Linked DNA regions of Rattus norvegicus: region 2 is linked to region 1. Evidence: chromatin contacts called from public Hi-C data. All regions are on one chromosome and are shown on one strand. Each heading gives the region's core, a stretch centred on a gene start, on an enhancer-like site or on the middle of the called end of the contact. The rest is flanking DNA. Distances are from core to core; before and after follow the strand shown.

Region 1 (7,773 bases), core at 1,955-4,454:
TCGGCTTTCCCTTGATGCGTATTTGTGCGGAGGCCAGAAGTTGACTTCAGATGCCTTCCTCAAGACAGACTCATCATTTCAGCTAGACTGGCCAGCCAGTGAGCTCCAGGAATCTACCAGTTTGCACCCATCTATCTAGTGCTGGAATGCCATGAAGAGAGGTTTTTCACGCAGGTGGAGAGGAGCCAATTCAGGTCCTCATGCTTGTGCAATTGGCACTTTGGTGACTCAGTCTTCCCTCCAGTCCCCAATGCTTTGTAAAAATACTTATTTGTTTGTTTGTTTTGTTTATGTGTGTGAGTACGTTGACCAGATGAGGGTGTCAGATCCCCTGGAACTGAAGTTACTCCAGCTGAGAACCAAACCATCTCTCCACACTACCTCCAACGATGTTTAATTTTTTTATGCTTATCACACAAACAAGCCTTCAATGTGGCCCCATATCACAAGATGCGCCCACCAAGAAGCCAAGCTTCAGACAGCACGCCAACCCTACCGATCCGAATACCAAAACAGTGAAATGAACAGAAAATTGCAGGCTGGGAGTGATACATAAGCCAGGAAGAAGTGAAGGAGAAACATCTGCTGGTAGGAAAACGTGGAGACCAGGCTTGTATACAGCACCCCACAGTTTATCCAGCGTTATCTTTCTTGAGCCTCCCCAAGCACTAGGGAGTGGGAAGGGGGTTACAGGTTCAGAGTTCCAGTGTCAACCTAGGAGCACTCAGCTGGGTCTGAGGCAGAGATGTGGGTCTGAGATAGGGATGTGGGTCTGAGGCAGGGATGTGGGGCGGGAGGCTGAGCCCTCACCAACCACAATGCTCCAGAAACCCCCAAACACCTGGTGAGCCACTGTGCAAAGTACTGAGTCCCTCCTTTGCTCCCTAGGACCATGTCCTTGGGGCCAAGGCCATGAGTGTTCCTAGCAGACACAGCCAAAGAAGAGACAACCCCATTATTTTGTTACCTAATAAAATACTTAGCACCTCAATTACATCAGGTGCCCTGGGGCCACCTTGGGACACAGGTACATCCCTAGGTGAAGAAATGTGACAGAAGACTATTAAGAGAAACCTCTCCTTGCATCCTGCACCACCCGTTCCCTCCGTTCGCCTTTGGCTCCTCCAGGACAGTGAGGTCTAGGACAAGTATCCACCTGCCTCTGTTTACTCACCTGTAAAATGAGAACTTGAGCATCTCAGCTTCTCCCTGTCTGCTGGATGGTGAGCTGAGGGGTGTGGAGGAAGAGACTTCCAGTCAGGACAAGCCCAGAGCCAAGCCCATCCCCCCTGACCTGCTCTTTGGGAACTGCCTACTGCAGGGAACTATCTATGGTTGAGTATTTTGCTCTGACCTCCGGGTCACGTGGAGTTAGTAAGAGGAGGAAGGTGAGCCAGTCTGTCTTCGGCCATTGCCAATGGATCCCAGGCTCTGCAATGAGGCAGCCTGCATTGTCCACTCTGGTCCACCTTAAAAGAAACAGATTCTTACCAAAAGGGGGCAGAGTTCTAATCCCCAAACCCATTTGCCTCCCCCATCAGTCTAACAATTACTTGATAAGTTCAGTGTCCTCTGTACATTTTTGGAGTTTGTATTTTCTTAAAGACCTGTCAAACTGATAACCCAGACAGGATCCTCGGAGGACAGGAGTTCCCATAGGCTTGTGACAACTGCCAGGCTTTGGTCTCTGCACAGAGAAGGGTCCTTTCAGCATTTCAAAAACACTCAGATGGCAGGACTCAGCATCCAGGGGCCCTAGTGTGAGACAGCCTGGATGTTTTCAGTAGACCAAGGTGGGAGTCATAGGACCAGCTACACAGGCAGGGAGCCCAGAAAGAACAGGAAAGATGGAGCAACAGTGACCCTAGTGTCAAAGGCAGATTCTCAGAAGCCTGTCGGTCCTTGCTCATTTGGGGGCCACAGTCCCCCATCCCCATTCTCATCTGCTCAATCCCTAACAGCAGGAAACCTTCCCACTGTCTGAGAGGACAGAGCTCAAATAGGGCCTTTCTGAAGGTTTACTGCTCATTGGTTATCCAAAAGGATTCCTAGTGACGGTGCAGTGAAGAGGAACATGGTGAACAGAAATGGACACTGAGTCCTTAGAACAGACAGAGGGAGCCACCTTACACAGAAGCACATGGCCGAACCTCTCTGAGGACTAAACCCCCTCCTCTGTGGGGAGTTCAAGTCTCACCTACTGATGCAATGACCTTACAGCTGGGTGAGAGGGTTTCCCATTTTTCCCATGAGGCTTAAGTCTAAGTCCTGGGTTGAATAGAGCATTTCCTACGCGACAAAATAAGAGGAGTTGGACATGCTTTCCCACAACCCCTTCTTGGCAGTTCTGAACAACATAAACATTATGAGCTTTTAGTCTGAGAGCAACTAGCTGTAAAGATCTCATGTCTTTTGTTTGGGGGATTTTTTTTCCAGTCTTTTAAACGGAAGTTTAATTTGTGCGTTTCAAAAATTAAAGTAATTGACTCCCTGGGGCTGTGCGTACTTATGAAGGTCACAGGACCAGCAGGCAAAACTCCCAAGTGCTGAGCAAAAGAGCTGTCACTTAGATTTTGCCTGCTGTCCTGGGTGTGAAGGAAGTTCCCAGCCGGCCGGGCTCCGAGTGGACCTCCTCCGCCGGCGGCCCTAGCTTGGGAAGGATGGAGCCTAGGCTTCTGGCAACTAGACCCCAAGTCGAGACAGTCACGCATGGTGGCCACAAAACGCTTAGATCCGGGGAGGCGCAGCGCAGGGTCCCAGAGCGAGCGCTCACTCCCGCCGAAGTTTCAGAGAGCGGCTGCGGTGGCTTGGGACCGCAGGTGCCTCGGACAAAGTCTCGGGATTGCCCTGAGAGAGGCCTGTTACTGTGATCGCTATGAGCCAGCTCCCTGCCCAGACGGGTGTCCGACCCTTGCGAATTCCTGCCCCCTCTAAGCTTGCTGTAGGACAGCCTTCAGGGCTGTGGAAGCCCGCGGTGTGGCCACCCGGCGATGCGCAGAGCTATCTGGCCGCCGCTTAGGTCGGGCTGGGACCGTCCGGCTCCCACTGGGGCAGGGACAGCGGGAGGGGTGGCTGCGGCGGCCCGGTCCCCTCCTCCTCTCCCGCGCCCGCCCTCCCTTCCTCCGTCCTGCAGCCAATTAGGCGGCCCCCTTGGGCGGGAGGCGTGGGGCGCTGCATAAAGGCGCGGAGCTGTCACCCTGAGCAGGCTGCGCACCGCCCAGGCCGAGCCGGTGCGTCGGGGACACGGACCAGGGAGTGCGAACCAGTCATGGCCACCACCAACGGGGCTGTGGAAAACGGACAGCCTGATGGGAAACCGCCTGCCTTGCCGCGCCCCATCCGCAACTTGGAGGTCAAGTTCACTAAGGTGAGCAGGGCTACCCTTGGACTCGACGGCCTCAGATTCCTGCACGGAGCAGCTTGGTAGGGAGGAGAGCAGAGGACCAGGAGCCAACACTGCTGGGAGTCCGCAGGGAGCTGCCCACACCTGAGCGTCTCTGGTGCAAGTCCGCTCCTTGGAAACTGCACTTTTTTGAGGGGCACCCAGAGTGGGAACCCCAGCTTCTGGCTGGGTGAGCTAAACCTCAAAGCCTGAGGAGCAGGAATGAGGCAGTGCAGAGCCCAAGGTGCAGAGTTGCAGCCTGCAGAGACCCCGGTGTGTCCCGGCCACCGCCCACTTTGAGTGCTGGTGCTTTTGGCGAATGAGCATAGGGTGACTTCTTGGTAGAGGGCTTTCTGGGCTTTAGGATCTGGGTTGGGGGTGCCAGGGTCGAGGGGAGCTAAAGATACCTGAGGACTCCACAATGAGTTTCGAGTCTGAGCCACACCAGGAACTGTAGCTGGTAAGTAGGTCTTCCTGGGCAATGAGAGAAGGGTCCGGTACCTTCCCTGTGTTCTGTCTGAACCCAACTTACCAGAAGAGCTGGGGAGGAAAGATGGAACGTCACTGATCAAGGACTCTAGATCTGGGCCCAGGGAAACCACTGCTGGTTGAACAAGGCCACAGGCAGTGACCAGGCCTAATTCTTGCTCTTTCCGGGGAGGCTGGCACTGGCAGAGTGGTGAGATCTGAACTGCAGGGTGTCCCTGAGCTGCAGGGACAATGGTGATGTCTGGCAGCAGAGAAAGCTCAGGGAGGAAGAACAACTCTAAAAGGGATGCGCTGCTCTGCCTGCTAGGTGTGTACAGCGTCTGAGGGACCGCAGATCTCTCAGGTCTGGAAACTTCAACCCCTCTTATTTTTCCCATTTTGTCCACGGATCTCAACTCCGGCTGACATAATGCTTAGAAACCGCTTTCATCCATTTTATTTTCAAAAGTAGCAATTATCCCTCTCGCGTAATTTTAATCAAAAGGTGAAAGTGGCAGGTCGCTATGTGTGGGCTTCAGATTCTGTTCTGTTGGGACTTGGTCCCCGAAGTCGGCCATGCCGACATATAAATTGCATGACATTTACACGAACTGTTTTACCAAGGAAGGCTCTGTAATCAAGAGAGGCACAGCCCCAGGAGGACTGAAAGTTGTTTTTTTTTTTTTTTTTTTTTTTAAATATAGTTTCCTTAACCGTGTAAGCTTCAGAAGGAGAATTCCAGCATCGGGGCTGGGAACCGAGCGAATAATGGCTTCATTTTTCAGACCTCACTGTGATGATCCGCTCTTGTTCTGGTAGTGGCTGCTCTCTTTTGTTTTTACAGTTCTATAAAAACACCACAGCAGACAGAAAGTGAACAGGATTGCCTCTTCGCTTAGTATCTTACTGAATCCTCCCACAACTGTCGGCCACAGAGCAGGAAAAGTTTGCCTCTTAGGCGATTCCCTGGAACACTTTAAAATTTAAAGATGCAGCCTTTATGGAAGAGGATTCTGGGAGGTTGTCAGAGGAGTCATTGGTTCTGACAGAGCCCCCTGCCTTTTGAGGGTTGAAGGTCCAGGGGTGTCTGACAGAGACTGGGGAAAGAAAGTGAGATGCAGGGAACCGAGGGCTGCAAGCCTTGGGACGTTCCAGGAGATACAGCTGCCTGATGTCCTGCTACACCTTTCATCCCTTTACTGGTTCCAACCTGCTCCCTCTTGGCTTCTCGTGCACCTCTGCAGAGACCTCTAATAACAATGAAAAAGTCAAGGTGAACCTTGTACCATCAGGGTGGCCTGAGCTAAGGAAGGAAGGCAAAGATGTGGAAGAGCAGATCCAGACCCAGCACCAACAGTGGGCTGTGAGCATGTGAACCAGCAGAAGTGTGCAGTTTCCCTGACTCGCCGTGCTTCTCCAACATGGAAGGCTGCTTTGAGCTCAGGCAATGGCAGGGTGACTTACCAGCTTCCAGAAGGATGATTGTATCAAAGCTCCTTCAGTTGTACTCGAACTTTCACACTGGGCACAGGGTCATGTGGGTGATTCTGGTGAGGAGAGGGAGGGTCTTCTGGGGTTTCCCATGCTGATCTTAGAGGATGGCAGGCTCTTCTACTTTAGGGACCCGCTTTCTTTATAAAGTCTCTTCCAGAGGTCCTCTGTCAAGGTTTCTAATTCATCAAAATACAAAATGTTACCATCTCTTTTATGAAAAATAAAATTCCCCCAAATCTCCCGAAAACATAGCCACTTTGAATTTAGCTGAGTCCAGTGGAAGTTACTGGAAATAATGCTAGCAGGGTTCTCATGTGTGACCACCACCTTTACCTCCATCCAGAACACCTTCCGGGGCCTTCAGTAACAAAGTACGAATTCTGTCCGCCTCTTACGGTATCTTTAACCTTATACCTCAATAATGTCCCAGTCCTACTGGTTCTCAAGTCAGTGGAGATGTTTTCATTCTATACCAGTCAGCTAGTATGTTATGATTCTCAACAATTCAGCTGACATCCGTGGTGGGCCATGCCCATGGCTGTTTCCTTAGTTTTGTTTATACGTTGTTTTAGTGGGTAGAAAACCGGCGGCGGGAAACCAGTTACAAGATCCTACTTACTGGCAGAATAAGGAAAACAGCTTTGCTCAGTGAGAAACACTGTGAGGGGAAATATGGTCAGCCAGTCTGGAGGTTTTACTTGAGGTTGCTGGCTTGCAAGGTCTAAGATCAATGTCATGAGCAACCAAGAAACACACACACACACACACACACACACACACACACACACACACACACACACAGACCAACACACTCATAACATACACACATGTACACCTACACACACATACACACACACATATACACACACACCTACACACTCATAACATACACGCATGTACACCTACACACTCATAACATACACACATGTACACCTACACACACATACACACACACATATATACACACACACACCTACACACTCATAACATACACACATGTACACCTACACACACATACACACACATATACACACACACCTACACACTCATAACATACACGCATGTACACCTACACACTCATAACATACACACATGTACACCTACACACACACATACACACACACATATACACACACACACCTACACACTCATAACATACACACACATACACACACCTACACACACATACACACACACATATACACACACACACACACCTACACACTCATAACATACACACACATACACACACCTACACACACACACCTACACACTCATAACATACATGCATGTACACCTACACACACACATACACACACACATGCACGGACACACACGTATATATGTATATATTGCCTATTATAGTTTTTCAAGAGTGTGCCTAGAGATGAGGTGTGTGGCAGACACCCGATCGCCGCAGTCCGCCTCCATTCCCTGCTATTTAGAGTCTGTTTTACCACCTTCTCACTTTCCCTCCCCCTTGGAACTGATACCAGGAAGGACCTAGAATCAGCAGTTTTCACTGACAGTCTCTATTATCTCACCGACGAAATTTCATCTTCCTTCAAATGGGCCTGCTCCTGGCTTCACTTTCCTCTGCACACTGACTTAACTCCTTCTCCGCTTATTAATTTCTCGCCGTTGCCGAGTGATTACTTGCCGCACGGCAGAAGTGAACTCTTGGGTTTGGTTTCAGCTGGAAGAATGAACCTGTAATTGTAGCCAGGCCTCTTCCTTGCACGCTCCCCTGGGGGCCCGGCCTCACATGGAAGGTACTGAGCTTCCAGAATATGTTTGGGTATCTCCTACTGCGACTTCATGCTCAGCTCCAAGCTCCATATCGAGGGGCTGGGGCAGCCGCTGCTCACCGGCCTAGCCGAAGCTTGCCCTGTGTCTGAGATTCACTCCAGAGGTGGCCTGGGGTGTTTCCTATTTGATAAGCTTCAAAATACACACAAGGGAGCCTGAAGAAATGGTAACCAGCCACACACTCATGGCTCGCTCTCTCTCTCTCTCTCTCTCTCTCTCTCTCTCTCTCTCTCACTTGCTCTCATCTATATCTACTCTCATCAGGGAATCCTTGTGTGCTAAAGGATTCACCTTCAGTCACTGAAACTGGCTCTGCAGTGACACAATTATTATCATTTTACTAACTTGCATGAAGTTATGTGATATGTTTTGGGCTGTAGAATTCCAGCACACGGCAGCCTTTTCTGTTGATGGGCTGCAAAAATGAGGTTCCAGGAACTACAGCACAATGGTGGCTACCCTGGTGGTTGTCCTGATGGCTTCCCTGGTGGCTTCCCTGGTGGCTGACAGACCTTCCGTGCCATCAGAGCCTGCTTTGTGTGTTACTTGTCTCCTCTGTTTCTGGTTCCTTCCAAAAGCCACATCTTTTGGTTTTTGCTTTTTAAATTTCATGTCCATTG
Region 2 (7,773 bases), core at 3,567-6,066, 430 kb before region 1:
AATTTTCTGGTCAGCTTCTCTGTAATTATTCCATCGTCAGTTTCAAAGTTCACAGCAATCTTTTCCCCTTCTTCCTATAGTCTTGCCTCTTTGCATCCACTCAGCTGTTGCCTTTTACAGAGACCTCAGAATGTGCCCCGTATTTCCCAGCCCATTTATGCTTTACACTACCTGTTCTTCAGTGATATGAATGCACGGTACCTGTGTCACTATAGTAATAATTTACATAATGATAATGAGGCAGCTTAGTCTCTCTGATCCTGTCTGAGTAGTTATCATACCCTAAGAATTTTGCCCGAACTAAGTCCTACCCAGTTACACTTGACTAAGAGAGTTTGCATTAGAAAACTGGGCAATCTAATAGCGGACCAACCACAGACAGCTGGATAACGCTATCTCGTAAAGTGCAAGGCCAGCGACTCAACCCTGTCTCCTGATTCCAAGGGCCATGTGACTGCCAGCTGCGCTTGCTCCTTAGATCAACACCGCCAGCCTCTCTCACCTCAGCCGCTGCTGGAGAACTCACTGGCTAGGAAGAAGTCTCAGTCTCCATCCTCTTCTATCTACACACACTTCCCCCACTGAAAACCAAAGTGTGTGCTCTCTAAAGGCTCCAAGAGAACTGCAAGAACTCTACAGGTGACTGGAAAAGGCACCTCCCATCACCCGCCCCCACCCATGGTGGGTCACAAAAATGGTGCTGTCTTTGCTAACCAGTGAGAGCAAAGGTGGTCACCAAGATAACTAACTTGGTGTCTAATTTGCATAGACATTTGCATAGGGACACTCTATTCTTCTTGGTCCTTCTGGGATGGCCTTGGAAATGCACCTGGCTACTTAAAGTTCCACAGTCAGAATGATTTTGTGTCCTCTCTGCCCCCACAGCTTCCATATAGTGTACCCCTCCCTGCAGGCCACACATCCTTGGCAAAGAGATTCAGATCTGCAGAGCTTCAGTAGACCAGTGGCAGCCTTCCTTGCCCATTCCTAACAGTCATTTCACCTACTCACTTCAGGAAAGCCATGAAGAGCCTTTCCTACAATTGACACTCTTTCTCTCCCTGGAGCTTGCCTCCCCTGCCCCCACTGCCCTGTCTATCCACAGAAGTTCAATTTGGAATTCTGCTGGTCCTCCGCACTTGCATCACTGGTGCTAGTCACAGGGGGCTTGGGGTAAATTCATTAGGAGCCATACCTTCCCCACTAGCCTAAAGCTCATTGCTTTCCGATCCCATGGTTACAGGAATCCTTCCAAAACTACGCTACATCTAAAGACTCCGCGAAATGTAAATAAAACGAGGCAGCAGAAACAGAAAACAATTAATCCTTGGGCCTGGGGTCTTTGAAGATCCAAAAAGTGCAGCTGGCATAACTCTGCCTGATAAGACAGAGAAGGGGAAACACCACAGGCCCACGCCTCTGCCTGCTGCCAACACAGGGGGAAGGGGGTGAGTTATACTCTGTGCCCTATAAACAATTGAGCAGTGCTCCATCCTGGTAATGTAGCTGCTCCCTTTAAACAGACTCCCAGCACAGACAGCACAGACAGCACAAATGCCAGGAAGACAGACAGAGCACATGCTACGCCTGCCCCTGTGAAGACACAGCCATTTGTAGACATTAGTCATGCCGAAACATACTAACGATCAAAATCCTACCCAGCATCCAGGATAGAGTAGGTTGAGCAAAGCCACACGCACATGTTTATACGCCTCCCATAGGTGCTGTCACTCAGAAAGGGCAGCATTGAGAAGATACGGCTGAGACTAGATGGCTCGTAATGTGTAAAATACTCACTTTCCGCTCCTTTCTGGGAAAAGCCTGCCAATCCCTGCTCAACATGATTCTTTCAATACAAGAAGGCTTTTGGAGTGCGCCCACCCAAAAGCTACCAAGAGCTATCTTCTGGACCATGCTCCCTACGATCCTGAGACTATCCCGGCAAACATACATGCAACTTCACGCTTCAGAGAGCTTCTACCCTTGTCAAAGGTCCTAGCACAACTATACCACCCACATGGGTGGACAACCAAGCCAAAGATGGGGTACAGGGCAATCTCAGGTAGCTTAAGGTCATAGACTTTCCTCTGTGTCTCAGGATCACCCTGTCGCTAAGAGACCAGCTCCCAGCCACACGTCCCTTCCCTCCTGCTCTCCTGCTCTCTGCCTCTGCCTACGTGTACCCGAGGAGAGTGTCCAATGTGCAGCTTGCACGAACAGGATGAATAAGACAGACCAAACAACAGCAGTGTCTCCTCAAACTGGAATTGAAAAATCCCAAGACTTAGAAGTCCACCCGCAACTGGCTGGGGTGAACTCAGTCTTGGCTGGGTTCCTTTCTCTAAGGCACAGCGCCCTCACATGGTGCCAAGGGGCAGTGCAGTCTTCCTGAAAAGTTGGCTCGGCCGCCCTGTGAGAGGAGGCTCAGCAAACACTCTGGGAGGACTTTACATCAGTGCTCTCCAGATTTCCAGCCTGGGCTCCTTCACAGATAGCTCCTCGCTGGAAACTTTACACCAAGAAGTATAAACTCTGACCTCTCCAGAAACTCACGAAACCGCAGCAAATGGGATTCAGATGTTTCTATGTACGGTACAGGGATGTGACCTAGACTTGAAACACTTTGGCAAAAAAACGGGAGAAATGATGTGGGCCTTTGAGTCCCTCCCAGAACATGATACAGCGCTGACCCGAGTCCTACAATGATCTGAGCCTCCTCGCCCACAGCCCACACCCTTTGCCCCCGTTCCACACTAACACCTACCAGGCTCCACCACAATCTGCGCCTTTGCTTTCCTTTGCCAAGGCTGCCAATGTCTCCCAGTCAAACAAAAGTAAACCATACCCTCAGATGAGACCTTAAAAATTTCCTGAAAATCAGGCTGCTCCCAGGAATTTAGATCCACAGGTCCCCCAACACTGACCCAGTACTAAGAGAGCAGGAGCGTCAAGTAATCTTGGAGCCATGGGCTTTTACTCTTCAATACTGGTTGTGTAGGTGATGATATAAAATAAGTGAAGGGGCAACTTCTCTGGCCCGGGGCAGGCTGCCAAAACACAGTATCAGAAACCACTATCCCACAGATATCTGCTGTGACAAGATATAGGAGAACAATTGGAGACATCGCATGCTCTGAGTGATGCCAGCCTCTTCGGGGGCAAACCATCTGCCAGCCACGTGCTCTCCTTGGGGGCACCCTGGAGAAGCAGAGAAGAATTTGGCTGGGCACCAACGTTAGCCAAGTGCTCAAGTGTGAGCGCAAAGAGAGCAAAACCACTCCAAACTTCCGGTGCCTCTCCGTGCACTTGTCATGGCTGTCTCAAACAAAACAGCGAGGCAAGGTCTTCAAGAAAAGAGGAGGGTTTACAACTGGGACAGGTGAGTACCCTGCAGTTCTCTCTGAGGGTGCATTCAGATAAATGCCTACTGTGGAGTAAGGAAATAAAGATACTACTGGACCTCTCTTGGTCTTACCTTTCGTCTAACGAAAGTGAGACTAATCATGGCCTGCCTGGGGTCCCCTCCTAGTATAAAAAGGCTCACGGGACAGAAGAGAGGTGCATAGATACCCCATTCCCCAGACAGAGGAAATGGACACTTTACTCCTTCCCCATAACGTGCAGAAAACATGCACACCTGTGCTGATGCTGAGAGAGTGGGAACATCAGGTTCATATTCGTTCCTCTAGGTGAGCTATAGCTAATTTCTCAATGCAACCCCACTTCGGCCAGGTTCAGCACACAACAGAAGCCAGTACAATGGCAGGGCTTCCCTTGTGTTCCCTCTGCTAGGAAGGCACAGTCAGAAAGGCCAAGTGAAGGAGATAGGGAGGGAGGTAGGTCTTCTCCCGCCCAGCCCTCCGCGGGACCACCCCAGGAGAAGTAACAGACTGGGCAAGGCAGACCCATAGGGGGCGCGGGCAATACCAGGCCGCCGGCGGCGCCACAGGCGCTGAGGGAGACGAGGGAGCCCGGGTGGCCCAGGACTTGTCCGGAGTAGAAGCACAGCTCCGCAGGGTGTCCGCTGCGCCCTGAGACACCCGCCTCCTCCACCTCGAAGCCTGGGGACAGGAAGCGCAGGTCGCGACGCAGCTGCAGGTATAGGTCTCGCCCAAAGGCCGGCAGGTGCAGCAGCAGGGCGCGCTCTCCCGGTCCCGCTCGAGGGTCGCCTGGAGATGCTCGCGGTCGCCGCCACTGCCGGAGCCCCGCTGCTCCCGGCAGCAGCTGCAGGTGCACGTCGTCGGGGCGCAGCCGCCTTGGGAGCACCACCTCCACGTCGGCCGCCGCGTCGCCGACAACTGCGGGGAGAAAGGACAGGCGTCAGCACCGGCCTGGCCACCAGGGCTGCCGGCGGCTCCGGCGCGGGTTCCCAGGGCTCCGTGGGTATCGCACAGCCGTGACCCCGCACTCCCTTCCCTCCCCGAGCCGGGCCTCTCTAAGCCGGCGAAGCCACTCGATCGCACCCGGGGTCGAGGGGGAACCAGAGGCCAGTTCTCCGGCCGCGGCCTTCGCTCTCCTCCTCCGGGGATGCTGTCAGCAGTCCACCCAGGCACCCGGGCGCCAGGATGCTTCGGGAAGGCACCGGGAAGGTGGCCGCATTAGTTAAGAACACTACCTGTGCCCGGGTCCAAACCCCACACCAGCAGCAGCAAGGACAGGACGAGAGGGGGCAGCAGGGTGCCGTCACACATGGTACTCGGGACCAGCAGCCCCCAAGACCGTAGCGGCAGAGCAGGGGCGCGTGAGGCGGCGACGCCAGCCGGAGTGAAGCCCTGCAGCCTTTGGAAAAAGTAATTAGCGCTGCGGACAAACCCAACATGGTAAATACTAAGCCCCACCTTCTCCTTGGAAAGTAGGTGGTGATTGGGCTTTTGCTTTCCTCTGCCCCGCCTTCCTTGTCCGTATTGGTTAGAGCCGGTCGAAACCAACGTGCGTAGTTAGGTTGTAAGCACTTTCTTACACGTGGTTTCTAGGCAGTAGGTAGACTGTGACACCAGGTGGCAGGCGCGAGCCAACTCGGTTGTGGGGATCCTGGAGGAGCCAGGAGGCCACCAACCTGGCCTTCAGTTTGTCCTCAGTTGGGAGATCACCTCTGAGGCTGCTATAGCTTCCCAGGAAGATAGGCCAGATCAACCAGTTACGTACAAGAAAAAAAAATTGTGTATTGAAGTGGCTCCTATTTTTGACTTGTTTAGGCTGGAAAGACCCAGACCAGTGTTTCTAGCACACCTGAGTTCATACCTGACTTCTATATCTACAGTGTGTCTCCACAGCGCACAGGCTTCTTGAAGTCTTTATATTCACAAAAGCCAGGAAGGCGTGATAACACTGCCCTGAAGACTGGGAAACCGGGGAGAAGAAAACGTAAGGAGTTTGCTTAAATTGGACAGCTCGTTTCTGTCAGAGCCAGGCCTTGAATTTGTGAGCCTGACTTTAGGTCAGGTGTATTTAGGGAGGCATGTTAGCTGAGGTTTGCACAGTAGGACACCAGAGAACTGAGTGTGGCAGACCCTGAACTTCAACGCTGGTTTTCAAGAACAGAATGAATATTCCTTTCCCCAGCAGTATCTAAGCAGATATGATGATCCCTACAGGTAATTCCATTGGCCTCTTTAAAATGTCTTACAGAAAGCAGGACTGACAGAGAAAAGGATACCACAGTGGTCACAGACGGCTCCCCATCTCACCTATTTTTGGTTTGTCTGTTTGCTTGCTTGTTTTTAAAAAGCAAAACTGTGACAGGCCCCGACTCACCCCTTCATCACAGGATCTAGGCTTCACCACAGGGTTATATGACCAGAAAGCATCCAGAGACAAGGTAAGAAGTTTGATGCCCCTGCCCTGGTAAGTTGTCTGAAGCTCTCCGCAAAGGCTTATCACAGAGTGCGCTGCCATCTAGTCTCTGATCCAGTGGCTGCCACTCACTGGTTGGCAGCTGAAGGTGACTAGGAGGCGTGGGTCAGGCTCTGCCGGTGGCTATGAGTAGGGTTTTGTCTCACTTGAGCTTTGAGAACTTAACCATGACCTCAACCATTATGGGGGAAACTAGAAGGAAAAAGACATGCTTAGCCCCATCTGCGTGTAGTCACACAGCAGCCAACTGTAGTGACAGCCGGGGACGTCTTTCCCCTGAGAGTGGTTCAGTTTCTTCTCTGTAACTCAAGGAGCTAAGCTATGCTGTCTCCCCCTGGAGGGCTAACTTCTAATCATTTAGACTATTCTTGAAAATAAAAACAAGGGCCTGAGAGATACCTGACATATCATAAGCACTTTTTTTTAAGATTTACTGAATTTATGAAGAAAAGAAGAAAAGTGATTGATCAAATCAGACGTTTCAAAGACCCCTATAACAAGGCCCCAGACATTAGCACAACGAACTCCATGGTACAAATGCCATTCAGGCTATAAAACTCAGCACCTAGACAGAACTACCTTCTAACACTAAACCAAAGGCTGTGACAACCATAGTTGTAGGAAAGGCTCTGAGTGTACTAAGCTTGCTCTTCAGCTTCTGTAGTTCTGCTTCTGGCTAACTGTTCTTGTTAACAGTATGTCAACCCGGGACATGGTTTTGTGCTTAAAAGCTCACCCCGATGAAGGCTCAGGACTGTACTGAGATCCTGAACATCCCATGTGATTTCTGGCTTGCTAATGGACTTTCTACTGGCTTAAACCCATGGCTGGGCCGTCTTCTCTGCTGACTACCCGACAACACTCCGGCTATCAAATGTGCTAAGCAAGCATCGAACCCATGCCCTCCTCAGTTCATTGTTTGTCATTCTTTCTTGTCTGGACCCGTTTCAGTTTGGCAAGTTCATGGAGGTTGGATTAAAAACAGCAACAGTGATTAGGGGCCAGATGTTAAATAGTCCTCTGTTAGTGAGAAAGCAAGGGGACATGGAAGGCCTCCGTTGTTCAAATAACCCCACTTCACTAATGTGTACGTCTGCACCCAGCACCCCAGGCGTTGCTGATGCATAGGAACACTAATAAACACTTGGCAGATGATCAGCGGCTCAGTAGTGTCTCTCCTCTTTTATGTGTGCCGCTCAAAGTCTTCTTCCACTACGAAGGATGCTTTGAAAGACACGGCTGAGCAGAGAAACCGTGACCGGCTCTCTGTAACTAGACTGTGCTTATCAAATATACTTAGTTGCTAATATCTGAACTCCACTGAGCTCCAGTGAGCAGAGAGAGGCTATTTATTGCATGCTGTATTTATCACATGCTGTATTTATCACATGCTGTTTGTTTCATGCTCTAACTACTGCAAGGAGCAACAGTGTCATCGGTGAGGAAATGAAGACATGGGAAACTGTCCGTTCATAGTGGGAAAGTAACGCTCTGGCATCTCTTTTAAAGTATCATGAAATGTCTCAAAAATTAAATATAAAGTTACCACATGGTTCAGTGTATAGGATAGAGATTGCCAGAAGCTGGAGGGAGAAAGGGGGAGGGAGGGAGGGAAGGAAGGAGAGAGGGAGAAGGAGAGGGAGAGGGAGAGAGGGAGGGAGGGAGGGAGGGAGAGGGAGAGGGAGAGGGAGAGGGAGAGGTGTTATTTAATAGGCATCTGTGTAGAGTGACGGTAAGGGTAAGGTTAGAAATGATAAAGGTGTTGGCTGTGCATCCTCACTTCTGCATTTGGAGCTGTGAGTCATACACTTAGGATGCTAAAATGGTGACTTCTTGGTTACAAAAATTTCACCACAATAAAATACAATACGCAAGGAATACAACCCAGTTTTTAAAAGTGCACAAGACTCCAATAGACAT

The links. Hi-C and Micro-C count contacts between places; a contact is called where the count stands out from the background.
Region 2: a contact with region 1 is called in a Hi-C map of hepatocytes, with 2.1 times the contacts expected there. The contact joins the promoter of Adamts17 here to the promoter of Aldh1a3 in region 1. A contact is called at or near these places in 3 of 12 Hi-C or Micro-C datasets (Schwann cells, hepatocytes and kidney).

What each region holds. Positions count from the first base shown.
Region 1 is chr1:129,423,074-129,430,846 of GRCr8, reverse strand. It overlaps Aldh1a3 (aldehyde dehydrogenase 1 family, member A3), which reads left to right and starts at 3,204. Exons shown (of 13, transcript NM_153300.2): 1 at 3,204-3,367. The coding sequence starts at 3,269.
Region 2 is chr1:129,853,106-129,860,878 of GRCr8, reverse strand. Adamts17 (ADAM metallopeptidase with thrombospondin type 1 motif, 17) reads right to left here and starts at 4,816. Exons shown (of 23, transcript XM_218753.11): 1 at 4,616-4,816; 2 at 3,928-4,298. The coding sequence starts at 4,691.